2 separate regions of the Anas platyrhynchos genome follow, and region 1 is linked to region 2. Evidence: chromatin contacts called from public Hi-C data. All regions are on one chromosome and are shown on one strand. The core of a region is the stretch at or near the end of the contact, and the rest is flanking DNA. Distances in the headings are between cores, read along the strand shown.

The links. A called contact is a pair of places that touch in the nucleus more often than the background predicts.
Region 1: a Hi-C map of skeletal muscle shows a contact between it and region 2, with 3 times the contacts expected there. The contact joins the promoter of GBX2 here to the enhancer-like site in region 2. A contact is called at or near these places in 3 of 8 Hi-C or Micro-C datasets (liver, skeletal muscle and subcutaneous adipose tissue).

The regions. Positions count from the first base shown.
Region 1 is chr7:30,537,538-30,543,921 of IASCAAS_PekinDuck_T2T, reverse strand. GBX2 (gastrulation brain homeobox 2) reads left to right here and starts at 4,809. Exons shown (of 2, transcript XM_027462178.3): 1 at 4,809-5,461; 2 at 5,824-6,384. The coding sequence starts at 4,948. The coding sequence ends at 6,347.
Region 2 is chr7:30,337,925-30,344,610 of IASCAAS_PekinDuck_T2T, reverse strand. It overlaps AGAP1 (ArfGAP with GTPase domain, ankyrin repeat and PH domain 1), which reads right to left. Exons shown (of 20, transcript XM_038182545.2): 9 at 3,524-3,679. Among named protein-coding and RNA genes, the nearest start is that of AGAP1, 180 kb to the right of the region's middle. Within about 2 kb of position 3,185, at least 2 of the 8 cell types and tissues checked have an H3K27ac peak or open chromatin away from gene starts, as enhancers often do.

The DNA.
Region 1 (6,384 bases), core at 3,560-6,059, 200 kb before region 2:
GGTCGGGTGGGGACGGGTTTTGGGGTCCCGTGGGGTGGGGGGGACACGCGTGGGGTCGGGGGGACGAGGAGGGGGGGTTAATCAAGCCCCGAGCTGCCCCGGTAATGAAGCGGCGTTTGATTTGAGAAGCGGAGGCACCGCGCACGCTGCAGCGAGGCGGGCGATCCGCAAAGCAATCCAAACCAGAAATGAGGTTTTTGAAGTCCTAATGAACCTGATTGCACGAACATTTATAATCCCCCATGGCTTTAAATGAAATCAGATATAATCAGGAGCTATGGGGAAAGGGAGTGTTTACAGGCAGAGATTGGGAAGTGCTGCTGTATTAGTAAAGATGCTGCTCCTTCTATTGATGTCTAAAATGATGGATAATGTGAGAATGGCAAATATACTATTTGTCTAATGGCTCTGCAATTAAATTCCCCTGTAAATGACCCATGCCTCATTTCATCCTAATCTATGGAATTTTGATTGAATTCGTCAGCTCTAATTGAAAAATACTGCACTTTAATGTCTGCAGTGCAGTTTCAGGACCGCGGTGGTTTTAATGAGACGGTGCCCCCCTGACCCGGGAATATTTTAGACTTTTATTCGGGGTTTTAAACCGGCAGGTTTCTGCGCTACGGCGCCCGAAAAGCGGCGATCTGTGTGCGTGTGGGTGCGGGTTGGCACCGCTAGAGAGGAGCCCTCCGCACCGCCGCGCTTCGCCGAGGTCCCCTTCGGAGCTCCTCAAATATTTTGGCTCCGGATATCGGAACACGTAGAAATTGAGAAGAAAAGCAATAAAAAAAAAAAAACCCGCAGCTCCTCATCCGAACGAATTTCGGGCTGTTAAGCGGGGTTACCGGAGCCGGGTCTCTTTCTTTTTTAAGCAAGAAAAAGCGGGGCACGGCGGCGTTTTCCTCCTTTTAGCATCCTCTTCCCACAGCGAGCATCCCGGGGAGGGGGAGCGCCGGGCGGCGCCTTCAAGTTTGTTAAAAAAAAAAAAAAAAAAAAAAGAAAAAGAAAATAGAAATAAATAAATAGATAGATAAAATAAAACCACATACCAATAAATAAATAAATAAATAAACACACGCCCTTAAAAAAAAAAAAAAAAAAAAAAAAGGAAAAAATGAAATACAAACGCATCACCACCAAAAAAATAATAATAATTTAAAAAAATCAGCGCCTTGCGCCTTTCCCAGCCCGAAATGAGTTCAAACGGGAACCTGCGAGGGAGTTTAATGGGATTAAGCGACCGAGGGCTTCCCTCCCCGCCTGCAAAGCGAGGGGGCGGAGGGACGGGGGGGCGGCTTCCCGGGGAGCCCCCCACGGGCACGCGTGGGGCATCCCGCGCCCCGCGCCCCCCTCCCGCCGCAGCCCTGCCCGCCCTCCCCAGCCCAGAGGCTCCCTGCGAAAAGGGATTTTTTTTTTTTTTCCACATTTCCCGTGTAATTAAACATTTCCCCGGGGGAGGGGGAGGGTCTCGCAGGAGTCACCTCGGGGGGGGCTCTAAAAGACCCTGATAAAGCCACCGGGACCGCCCTGCCCCACCTGCAGCCCCCATGGGAGGATGGAGCTGACCCCATGCACCCCAAAAAAAACCCACAGCACATGGGGTGGGGGTCCTAACCTCACCGGGGGCGTCCTGACCACACCAGGGGGGTCCTGACCACTGAACCCCCCCCACAAAGGGGCCCAAGCTCCCCCTGATGCGTTTCCCCCTCCACTGCGCCCACGGTTACTTGCTGCAGAAAGCTCCTTCTCCTCCCTGTGCTGGCTCTTTTTTGGGGGAAAAATCCCTCTTTTTATGTACTTCACAGCCTCTTCCCCCTGTCCGGGCAGCAGCTGGAGTGGGAGCCCCTCCCAAAATCCTCCTGTTTAAAGCATGACCCCCTACCCCTTGGCGAGAAGGCTTTTGGGGACCAACCCCCCCCAGGGGCCGCCTGGCCCCCAGGTGGTGCGGGACCCTCTCCAAGCATCACCTCCGTGCCGGGGGGTCCCCAAAACGCCCCTTCCCACCCTGTGCCCACTCTCGGACCCCCAGAAAGGCCCCTGCTGCGTGGGCCCAGCCGTGGGGGCCACCGAGGGTCCCCCCTGCCCCACTTCCCAGGCACGACCACGCTCCGGTTGCTGCTCCGACAGCCAGCGATCGCCGGCGTTTCTGCAGCGGAGAAAAATCAGCTAATTATGTGCCGAACAAAAGCCTATTCTCGCCCGAAATAATACGCCCGTCTTGCAAAGGCACTTGTTTGTGGGCAAATTTTGAAGAGGGCTGACAATAAAAAACAGCTGCAGGAGCTGGGTGTTGGTACACATCGCCATGCCCCGGCACATTACCGTGCCTAATTATCTCCCAGATCCTCCATCCGAGGCTGTTTCCTGAAAAAAAAATAAAAAAAGACTTTATTTTTTATTTTTTTTAATTCTGTTTTTAAATTTTCTGTTGAAACGATGACTTGCCAGCACAGATTTGCTTCTCCCCAAGCTTTCAGAGCCCGCTCTGGACGCTGGGGGATGGAGAAGGGGTTTCCCCATTTTGGGGGGATGGAGAGCAGGATCCCCACCGCGCTGTAGGGTGGGCTCAGGACCACGGGGAGCAAGCACGGCTTTGGGGTCAGCCCCAACGTCTGGTGGGTCATGGGGTGGGGGAAAACTGGTGGGCACCAGCCCCGCTTGTGCCCATGGAGGTCAAAGATGCGCTCAAAGTGGCCTCTGTGGTGCGTGGATGGGACACGTGGAGGTGGGACACTTGGGGTTGGAACTGCTCGAGGCATCGAGGGGAGCTCAGCACCCCAAAAGCCATGCCTGACCGGGCAGTGAAGCCACCACCAGGCCCAGAAGTGACAAAGTTTTGGTGCCAGGGCCCAAAAAACGCAGCCAGGAGCTGGGCAGGAGGGCGCTGGGGGGCAAAAGGCGCCCCAACCCTCACCCCACATGCATGACCCCATTGGCACACGTGCTCCCCAACCCCTGTGTGCCCCCCACACCCCACATGCTCCCACTTTTCCCTGCGTGCCCCCCTCACCCCATGTGCCACCAGCACCACGGGGCAGGATTTGGCCCCCACTTCTTCTCTCCCCAGCCCTACGCTCCCAAGGGCACCCCAAAACCAGCCCCAAGGGGCCGCCGGTGCCGTTGTCCCGGAGGAGGGGGCCCACCCTGGGCAGCCCCCTCCTTTTTTCTTTCTTTTTTTAGCTCTTTTTCTTTCTTTACTTTTTTTTTTTTTTTTCATTTAATTTTATTTTCCAAACCACTTGATCTTTGCTTGGGAACCTCCATTAATTGCCTGGGTTTGCCTCTTCGCCTGGTCCCTTTATCATTATTTATGGCCTTTGAAATTGTGTAAAGTTCCCTTGACGTTCAATTTACAAGTTTGGGGGCTTTTTTTTTTTCTCCCCTCTTTTTTTTTTTCTTTTTCTTTTTTTTTTTTTTTTTTTTTTTTTTGTTCCGCCTTTTGTCCTCAGCAAAGACGTCGTGTTGGAAAGGCTTTGAGCCGGCCAACATGAGAGGCTCGCCGGAGAAAAGGGAGCAGCCTCGCTCGCTTTTAATTCCGCCGTGATGCTGAATGGCTCTTTTACATAATTGCAGAAGCAATTTCAAAGCCAAGCCAGGGGCTGACTTTACCCAGAACCACATGGAGCCTATTTGGGGGCTTTTCAGATTGGGGAAAAAAAAAAAAAAAAAAAAAAAAAAAAAAGGAGAGGGAGAGAAAAGCGTGAATAAAATAGTTTAAAAAATAATAAAGTAGTTTAAAAAAAATAATAAAGTACTTTAAAAAATAATAAAGTGGTTTAAAAAAATAATAAAGTAGTTTAAGGAATAATAAAGTAGTTTAAAGAAATAATAAAGTGTAATAATGGAATAGTTAAAAAGACTAAAATAGTTTAAAAAATAATGGAATGGTTAAAAAAACAGTAAAATAGTTTAAAACAATAATGGATTGGTTTAAAAAATAATAAAATTGTTTAAATAATAAAATAAATTGTTTAATAATAAAATAGCTAAGAAATGAAATGGTTAAGTGGTAAAATAGTTAAAGGATAAAATAGGTTAAGAAATGAGAAAGGAGTTGATAGTAAGAAGGAAAAAAGTTAGAAAATAATAGAAAAGCTGGGAGCAATAAGAAAAAGAGTTGTTAATAATAGGATAGTTTTTCAAAAAAATAATAAAACAGTTAAAATAATAATAAAGAGTTATAATAATAATAAAGTAGTTATGATAATAATAAAGTAGTTAAAATAAAAATAAAGTAATTTAAAAATAAGAGTTAAAACTAAGAATGAGTTAAAAAAAACGTAAAGTAGTTATAAAAAGTTGAAAAAATCAGGAAAGAGTTAAAGAACAATTTAAAAAAATAGTAAAATAGTTTAAAAATAATAATTTTTTTAAAGAAATAATAAAAAGGTTAAAAAAAAGACAGAATAACTTGGTTAAAAAGGATGGTGCAGCGGGCGCTCAGCCGGGGGGCGGCTGCCGGGCCCCGTCCCACGCCGCGCCCGCGGGGCCCCCACGGGGGGGGCGCCCCCCACGCGTGGGCCGGGGGGGGGGGGCGGGAGGGAGGGAGGGAGGGGGCGTGGCCTCGTAGCGAGGGGGCGTGTCCGGAGGCGGCTAAGCCCCGCCCCTCGCGCCTCCCTGCCCAATGGGCGTTGGCGGCGGCGGGCACGTGGTGCGGTGCGGGTTCCCACCGGGCAAAATGTGAATGGGCGCGGGCGGCGCGGGCGGGCAGAGGCAGCGCGGCGGCGGGGAGCGGCGGGGGGCGGCGGGGGGCGCGGGGGGCGGCCGGGCCCCCATGTGCGGGCTGCGGCGGCGGCGGCGGCGGCGGCTGCGGGGAGCGGCCCCGCTCCGCCCCGGCTGTGCCCCACGCGTGGGCGCTGCGCGGCGCTGAGGACGAGGAACGACCAAGAGGAGGAGGAGGAGGAGGAGGAGGAGGAGGAGGAGGAGGAAGGCGGCGGCTGCTCCGGCATGAGCGCGGCTTTCCAGCCCTCGCTGATGATGATGCAGCGCCCGCTGGGGAGCAGCACGGCCTTCAGCATCGACTCGCTCATCGGCAGCCCCCCGCCGCCGGCCCCCGGGCACTTCGTCTACACCGGCTACCCCATGTTCGTGCCCTACCGGCCCGTCGTGCTGCCCCCGCCGCCGCCGCCCCCCCCCGCCCTGCCGCAGGGCGCCCTGCAGCCGCCGCTGCCCCCCGCGCACCCGCACCACCACCAGCTGCCCAGCCTGCCCTCCGGCTTCTGCTCCGGCCTGGCGCAGGGCATGGCCCTCACCTCCACCCTGATGGCCACGCTGCCCGGAGCCTTCTCCGCCTCCCCGCAGCACCAGGAGGCCGCCAGGAAGTTCGCGCCCCCGGGCAACTTCGACAAAGCCGACGGCTTGCCCCCCGACGGCGGCGGCGACGACGGCAAAGCCTTCCTGGCCAAGGACGGGGGCGCCCTGCTGCCCTTCCCGGCCGCCGACGCCGTCCAGGCTTCCCTCGGTGAGTTTGGGGGGGGCCCGAGGGGAGCAGCCGCACGCCTCGACGGGGCGGACGGCGCCGGGCTGGGGGGCGAGGGGCGGCGGGGGTCCCCAGCCTGCAGCCCCCAGCCCCGGGGGTCCGCAGCCCTCATCGCCAGGAGCCCCCATCCTGCATCCCAAAACCCCAAGGGTTCCCATCCTGCAGCCCCACGGGTCCCCATCCTGCAGCCCCCAACCCCGAGGGTCCCCAGCCTGCATCCCCGGGGGTCCCCATCCCGTGTCCCGCTCCCCACCCCCAGATCCCCCCCTCCGAGGTGGTGGGGCGCGGGATGGAAGGGGCCAGCCGCTAACCGAGGGCCTCTGCCCCCTCTGCTTCGCTTCCAGCTGGGGCTCTGCGGGGCCAGGGGAAGGAGGACCCCAAGGGGGAGGACGACGCGAAGGGCAAGGAGGAAAGTTTCTCCATGGACAGCGACCTAGACTACAGCTCCGACGACAACATCCCCGGCCAGGCGGCTCACAAGGAAGAGGACTCTGGCAACGCGCTGGAGGAGAACCCCCAGAGCGCCAACAACTCCAACAACACCACGTCCACCGGCAAAAACCGGAGGAGGCGAACGGCCTTCACCAGCGAGCAGCTGCTGGAGCTGGAGAAGGAGTTTCACTGCAAAAAGTACCTGTCCCTGACCGAGAGGTCCCAGATCGCGCACGCCCTCAAACTCAGCGAGGTGCAGGTGAAAATCTGGTTCCAGAACAGGAGGGCCAAATGGAAACGGGTCAAGGCGGGCAACGCCAACTCCAAGACGGGGGAGCCGTCCCGAAACCCTAAGATCGTGGTGCCCATCCCGGTGCACGTCAGCAGGTTTGCCATCAGGAGTCAGCACCAGCAGCTGGAGCAAGCCCGACCCTGATCCCCCCCCCCTGCCCTCAGAGCCACGGGGTTTGGAG
Region 2 (6,686 bases), core at 1,936-4,435:
TAGTTACTATGGTTAGGGGCAATGGAATGACATGCCAGGGAATTAAACAAAGAATAAATGAAAGAAAGCAAAACAAGTGGGAGGGGTGAAATCCGATGTTCAAGATAACTATTGTTCCTCTTCCTTCAAGACAGATTTCTGAATCTGAAAGTGCCACTTCCCAATAATAAAACACAAAACAATACTTCAATAGCGCAAAGCGTCCCTAAGTGACATTTTAAAGAAACTCAGTGAAGGTAGCCAAATCCTTGGGAGGGAAGTTGTCAACTTGAATGTTTCTTTTTATTTGACTTTTAAAAAGAAAGGAACCAATCTCTGAAAGGGATAAATACCTATGCACTAATTTTTATTTTGTTTTTAAATCATCACATTTTGTATTCCATACTGTATCAGGAAAGAACACTGCAGATAGAAGGGAAATACCTATATACAAAATATTGCCAAGTGCTAAAAGTACAGAAATATAGGAATGTATATTAAACAAATTCTGTCTTAGCTGCTGATAATTACAGAATACACACAATTTTCAAAGGGGAGAATTTTATCTGGTTCCACTGTTTAAAAACAAAAAAATATATAGTAAAATTGATAGATAACCTGCTCTTTCATGGTTTTGCACCTATCCATAATGCACATCTTTCATCTTATATCCAGTAGACTAAAAAAATCTAAACCATTGTGTATCAACATTTGCTAGGACTTCTTCTGATGTTAGGTTTACAAATTAAGTAGTTCTATTTAAAGCTTCATTAAAGCAAACCAGAGAAAGTCCAAAAAAAGCACAACAGAACAAAGCTGCATGAATATCATTTGACCCGTTTTCCCTTTGCATTACAAGCCATATGCAGATTTTTTTTTTTTTTTTTAATCAATCAGGACTGTGAAACAAGATTGCTTCAGACCCAGAATGATACAGCACCTGGGTTTGGGCACCACCAGAATCCTGTCTCAACAGTCCACAGAGCCCCAGAAAGTACAAATACTGATCTCCAATATACTGAGATGAAATGAACTCTAACTTTTAAGAAAAGACACTCTCACAAATCTGCAATAATGTAAGACAGGTAATATTGAATATGAGAAAGGAGATGCATCTTACTGCACCTCAAGTTCATTCACCCCATATGTAATCTGACAAGTAGTTACAATCAGTGCTTTGCTCAAGTGTAAATCCTCACCTGTGCTACACAATACTATTTAGTTGTTTCTGTTTGTGCAGTGCACAAAACAAGACATTTACCCTTCTGCTTTATTTGATCTATTTTAAAGCCCTAGTAGAAAGTCAGCTATTGCTACGATAGCTTGACGGAAAACATGAATATCCAACAGTTGAAAAGATCACATACTGCATACAGTGCACTGAAACACAAACATTTAAAATTCTCAACCCTATTCCAATTCAAAATCTGTCATAGATTTAAGAAAAAAGCACATCTGTTCTCTGCTTAACCAATTTTTCTTCTAACACTAGAAGACCTTCATGGAGAAAACTAAACCTATTACCTGTGCTACATAACGAGGGTCAATTTGCAATTAAACAAACCTAAGCAATGAAGTCATAAGCAAGTAACAAGCTAGGAAACAAGCACAGCAAAAAAAAAGCTAACTAAAATATTTTTGATTTCCCTCTCTTTTCATAACTAGACAGGAAATACTAGTCATTTATTTATTCAATTAAGTAATTCTGGGCTACAACTTGGTTGATACGGTATGAAACCTTTTAGAGCAGGGTCAGTATTAAAGTATTTCAGGACATGGATTACAAGGCAACTCTTTGCACTGCATTCAATATGACCACATCTTAAAAGACAGAAATACTTCTGAAGAGACAATTTTTTCCCCGCACCACTTATTTTTCCCTTAATTTTTCCCCAGTTATTCGGCATTAAGACAACTGCCAACATCCTCTATATTAGAAAATTTGGTTCTCCCTGTGCTATCAGCTATCGCAAACCAGCCAGTTTAGCCTGTTTATAGCAAACACAGCTGATTTCATATTCTCCTCAGCCCTTTGCCTCGACTGTAGATGTATGTGTTTCTCTTTATTCACTTTCTCAAATTTACACCTACTCAAATATAAATCACTCCCAGTTTTCCAAATGTCAACAACATCTAAACAGCCCTCACAGCGTTTTATGCATACTTAAGACGGGAAACGGTCGGCAAATGCTTTTGACAGACGCTGGAGTGGTCTCGGCTCTCTTCCCAGATTTATGACTGCGCTCGCAGTTTCTAGGATGACACTGACATCTAGTGGAGTTAATAACTCATGAGTACTCCTCAACAGGAGCCACTATTCCCGCAAACGGAGGGAAAAATCCTCACAATTGCTACAAAATGTCAGTGTCAAAATTTGACAAGCTTTTGTATGACACTTTTGCATTTTTGTTGTTAAAACTCCTTGAACAAAAACGCATCATTTTAATTACTTCATAGGAGTTTGAAGAGGTACAGTTTTAAACCAAAATATCACTGACAAGATGGGCACACCAAGGGTGATCTACGGGACTCTGCGCTGTCACTCAGCACTCCAAAACTATAACAAAACTTTTTACTTGCTAAAGGCTGAAAGACAGATTGTTTAGATTACAAAACTTTTTTTTTTTAAAAAAAAAAACAAAACATTTTTGTAAGTGTTTCCTGGATAAAACTGAAGAGCTAGCTAGCTTTGGGAAGTAAACACAGGGTCATCTTTAGAATACAAAATACCAACTTTTTATGATGACTGGGAAGACATGGCTTTCTAAATGTAACCGATGTGTAGCTACCATCACCATTTGTGTTTGTTATAAGGATTTGTTAGGGGAGTATCAAAAAAAAAGATCACAAAGCTTTCAGCAAGACTGCTAAAATACGGGAATCATCACTCAAGGCTTCATTATTTCCCAAAGTAATTGTGCATACCGAAGATCAATCATAGTGGACCAGTCACACTTTCTATTTAGTAACTTTTTTTTCCTCTGCAAAAATCACATGGTCTGGGAAGAAAAAGTCATTTTAATCTCCATCATATCTTTTAGCCCTGGAAAAATAGAAGTGCATTGAGACTGTATAGTAACAAAATTAGCAAGGGGTGGTTATTTTCCAGTACCCAGTGGAATTCCCATGCTAAACACTGTGACCTCTCTATAAACACTGGAAACTTCACAAGGAAGCCCTGAGTCAGCAGTATTATTCAGCACACAGGCAGGGTTTAGGAGCAGAGACACAACTTTGTCTTTGATTACTGGTGATAGGAAGGCTGCCAAACCTTGGAATCTAGACAGACCTCAGAATTCAATTCAAACAAAGGCTCCAGAATTCAACCACTGAAATTCCCAGTATGGACATGTCACCGTCACCGTACTTAGTCTCTGTTTAAGCCCCATTGTAATTCTAAAATGCTTTTGTTTTCAAGCCTACAGATCCATCTCACCACTCCTGTCTGGATTAGACCAGCTCAACTCAACCAGGTTGAAGTTCAGGCCATCACCACAGAGCACTACTAAAAACACAGCAATAGTCTCTTCCTGGGCTCACTCACCGTGAAGAGGTTGGATCGGCGCTTGGACTGTTTACGGACAGGAGTTGGTGTGTTGGCAGTGGGAGGAACATCAATCCGTAGCTCCTTCTGGCTGGTGCTTGGAGTTGATGGGACAGAGGAGGAGTAATCACTTAAACTCCCTCCTCCATTACTGGTCTGCAAGGATTAAAGTTAGTTTTAAACAGTGATACACTGCTTTCAAGAAATTGCAATCCACAGCTGTCTTTTATTTAGCCCTGATACCTACAAATAGCAGCCTAAGCTCAGGAACACAGCAGGCCTGCCCTACTGCCACTTCTCCACCCATTTCCTTTCCAAGCCTTCATACATACATATTATTTTTTTTCTCCATAGCCTTAATTTTTGAAAACCTAGATATTTGCTGATGGATATTTTTATCTCCCTTATAAAATATGCTGAATAAATGTGGTAGGCACATTGTTTATATCCAGTTATGGGTATATTATGTAGAATGACAATTTGTTTCACTAATATAAAAGTTAAGTAAAACGTTAGGGAAAAGCTGTAAATTCTATTTTTCTACTTCAAAACTGGTAGCCCAAATTCTGCCTCAAACCGAAGAAAAAATACCTAGTGCAATAGAACTGCGTAACTGGACTAAATCCTAGTTTGGAATCATCAGTCCACTGAGAACTAATCAAGAAAATTAAAAAAAACCAATGTTGTGAACTCCTATTGTGGTTGTAAGTAATTGAGACATTTGCTGAAGCCATGAAATCCATTGGTACAGGGATACAGAATCTAAAGGAAGACATTCCAATTTATTCAAAGTAGCCAAAAATGTAAAGTTACATCATAGTCTCATGAGAAATGAAATAGTCACTCAGTAAGCCTATAAACCAATTAATGAATTGATGCAACAAGCAACTAATAGCAGGGAAGTGAAAAAAACGACAGATTGGAAAGTACCAAAAGGTGATTAAAGTCTTGATTTTTATTAGCTATAATAAAAGAGTACTAAAAATGATGCAGACGGTCTGGAAGCACAAAAGCACTTTTTTTTTTTTTAAATCAGGTGCATGTATATCCTTTGAGGGTATACTGCATACGTTGAGTGGGGACTGATGCAAGGCAAAGACTGAAAGTTCTGTATGCCTTTGAAGAAAAGCTCAACAGGAGAGCAGCAGCATGCAGAGGTTTTGGACAACAACTCACAGGTAACTTACAAGGGGAGAAATAAAGATCTGTAACACTTGTGAGAAGGTGCAAGAGTATCTTTGAAGTAGTCAAGTTGCCTAAAAGAGGTGAGGAAAGAAGGTAAAACAGGGTATTCATGGGATGCCTGGGGGAAAGGTTCTTCCATGACATAAGGCAACTAATTTTAATTGCTGTAGCTAGGAATTCACCAGGTGAAGTTGCTTAACAGGAAAATAAGGGACTCCAGTGTCTCCTCTTCAGCACTGCTCTTCCACCAGTGACTGACCTTACACATGCACACAAAGCTACCATGCAGGGGCACTCTGCCTGGGAGGCATCAGCAGGACCAGGACCTCCCGTGACACACACGTTAGAGCTCACTGTATGGACCTCACACAACGCAGGCAGTGGTGAGCCATCAAAATGAGACCTCTGAAGGAGATCCAGGTAGAAGACAATCCTTCTTTACATCATCCAGTTGAAGTTTCTTCTTGCATTTTCATTTTTATTTTTTATTTTAAAATTCAAGAAGAGGATGGTAAAAAAGAATAGGCACGAGTCAAGAAATTCATGCTTGGACTAAAGGGCAGGTCAATGCAGCCAGAAATCCAGGAACATCACTTCTGAAACCACTGTTTCTCTGCAGACATGTTCCTCTTCATCTCTATGTGATATGATACGACTTACAGTCTTCCAAATGAACTTTTTTTTTTTTTATGGAGAAAATTGTTCTCTTTCCCCCTGAAGTATTACAAAAAGGATATAAATTTAATCTCCACTTCACTCTGACTGAATCAAAGGAAGCCAGAGATAGCAATACTGGAAATAACAGACCATTTTGACCAACTTTTTCCAACAATACTTTCAAGTACAAAGAAGTAGCAAGCAGAATTTGCAGATGGACCAAGTGTATAAACCAAAGATGATGAAAGAACAAGAACTGCAATTATCATTTTTAGTGTCCTAACAGCGAGTAATAATGAGCAATGAGCAGGACTACCTGGGAAGAGCTGACCTTAATCTATGCCACATTCACTTTCCTTTTCTCTAAGACTTCTTGCTGAGACTTCAAGTAACACACCAAATGGACAAGAATGTCAATACTTGCAAGAAGACACATGGAATCTGTGATGGCCAGCTATCACCCCTCAGAAGAAACACAGGAAGGACCACGGCTGATGAACGGTCTACAAGGAGGAGATCTGAAAACTTAGCCACTATAGACTAGCATTAGAAATGAAGACCAAAGTCAATGGAATAACTGGTCTAAAGGAATTGCATTTGGGCCAGAATGATGAGGACCCGCTGTCCACTTTGCCATGACAAAACCAAATGTGTGGGGGAACGAGGGAGTAGGAAATCCAAGCAAGCAACCAACACTGGGAACAGAACTAGTTGAACACATTTAAGATTAAAACCATGCAGCTGAAAGGCTCAAGGGAAGAGGGGGGAAAAAAGATGACAATACACAATGAAAACAATGGAAGAAGAAAGATCACATTAAGCTTATGTCTCAAAAATTTAGAAGCCTCTAATACAGAAGAGACAGGTAAACAACAAGAAGGATGGACTAAAAAACAGGTACACTGATCAGAGGATTGGAACTGTGAACTCTTAAAAAAAAAAAAAGGGGGGGGGTTTGTTCTGTTCTATGTTTTGTTTCATAATAATATTGATCAACTTAAAAAGGTGAAGACATACAGCTCTCAACTGGAAGCAGATAACTGCTGTGGTTTAACACCACATTGTGCCCAGGGCTCCTGTCCACCGGTGCTCTCTGTGGGCCGCAGCCTCCTTTGGGTCCTGGCCGCCTGCTCCAGCCGGGCTCCTCTCTGCAGCCCGCGGCATAGAGACCTGCCCCACCATGGGACCCGTGGGCTGCAGGGGTACAGCCTGCTCCACCGGGGACCTGTCTCCTGCCCTCTTCCTGCACCGACCTCGCAGGCTGGAGCTGCCTCTGCTCGCACACGGGGCAGCACTGGGGCTCTGCGCACAGAGGCCTCGC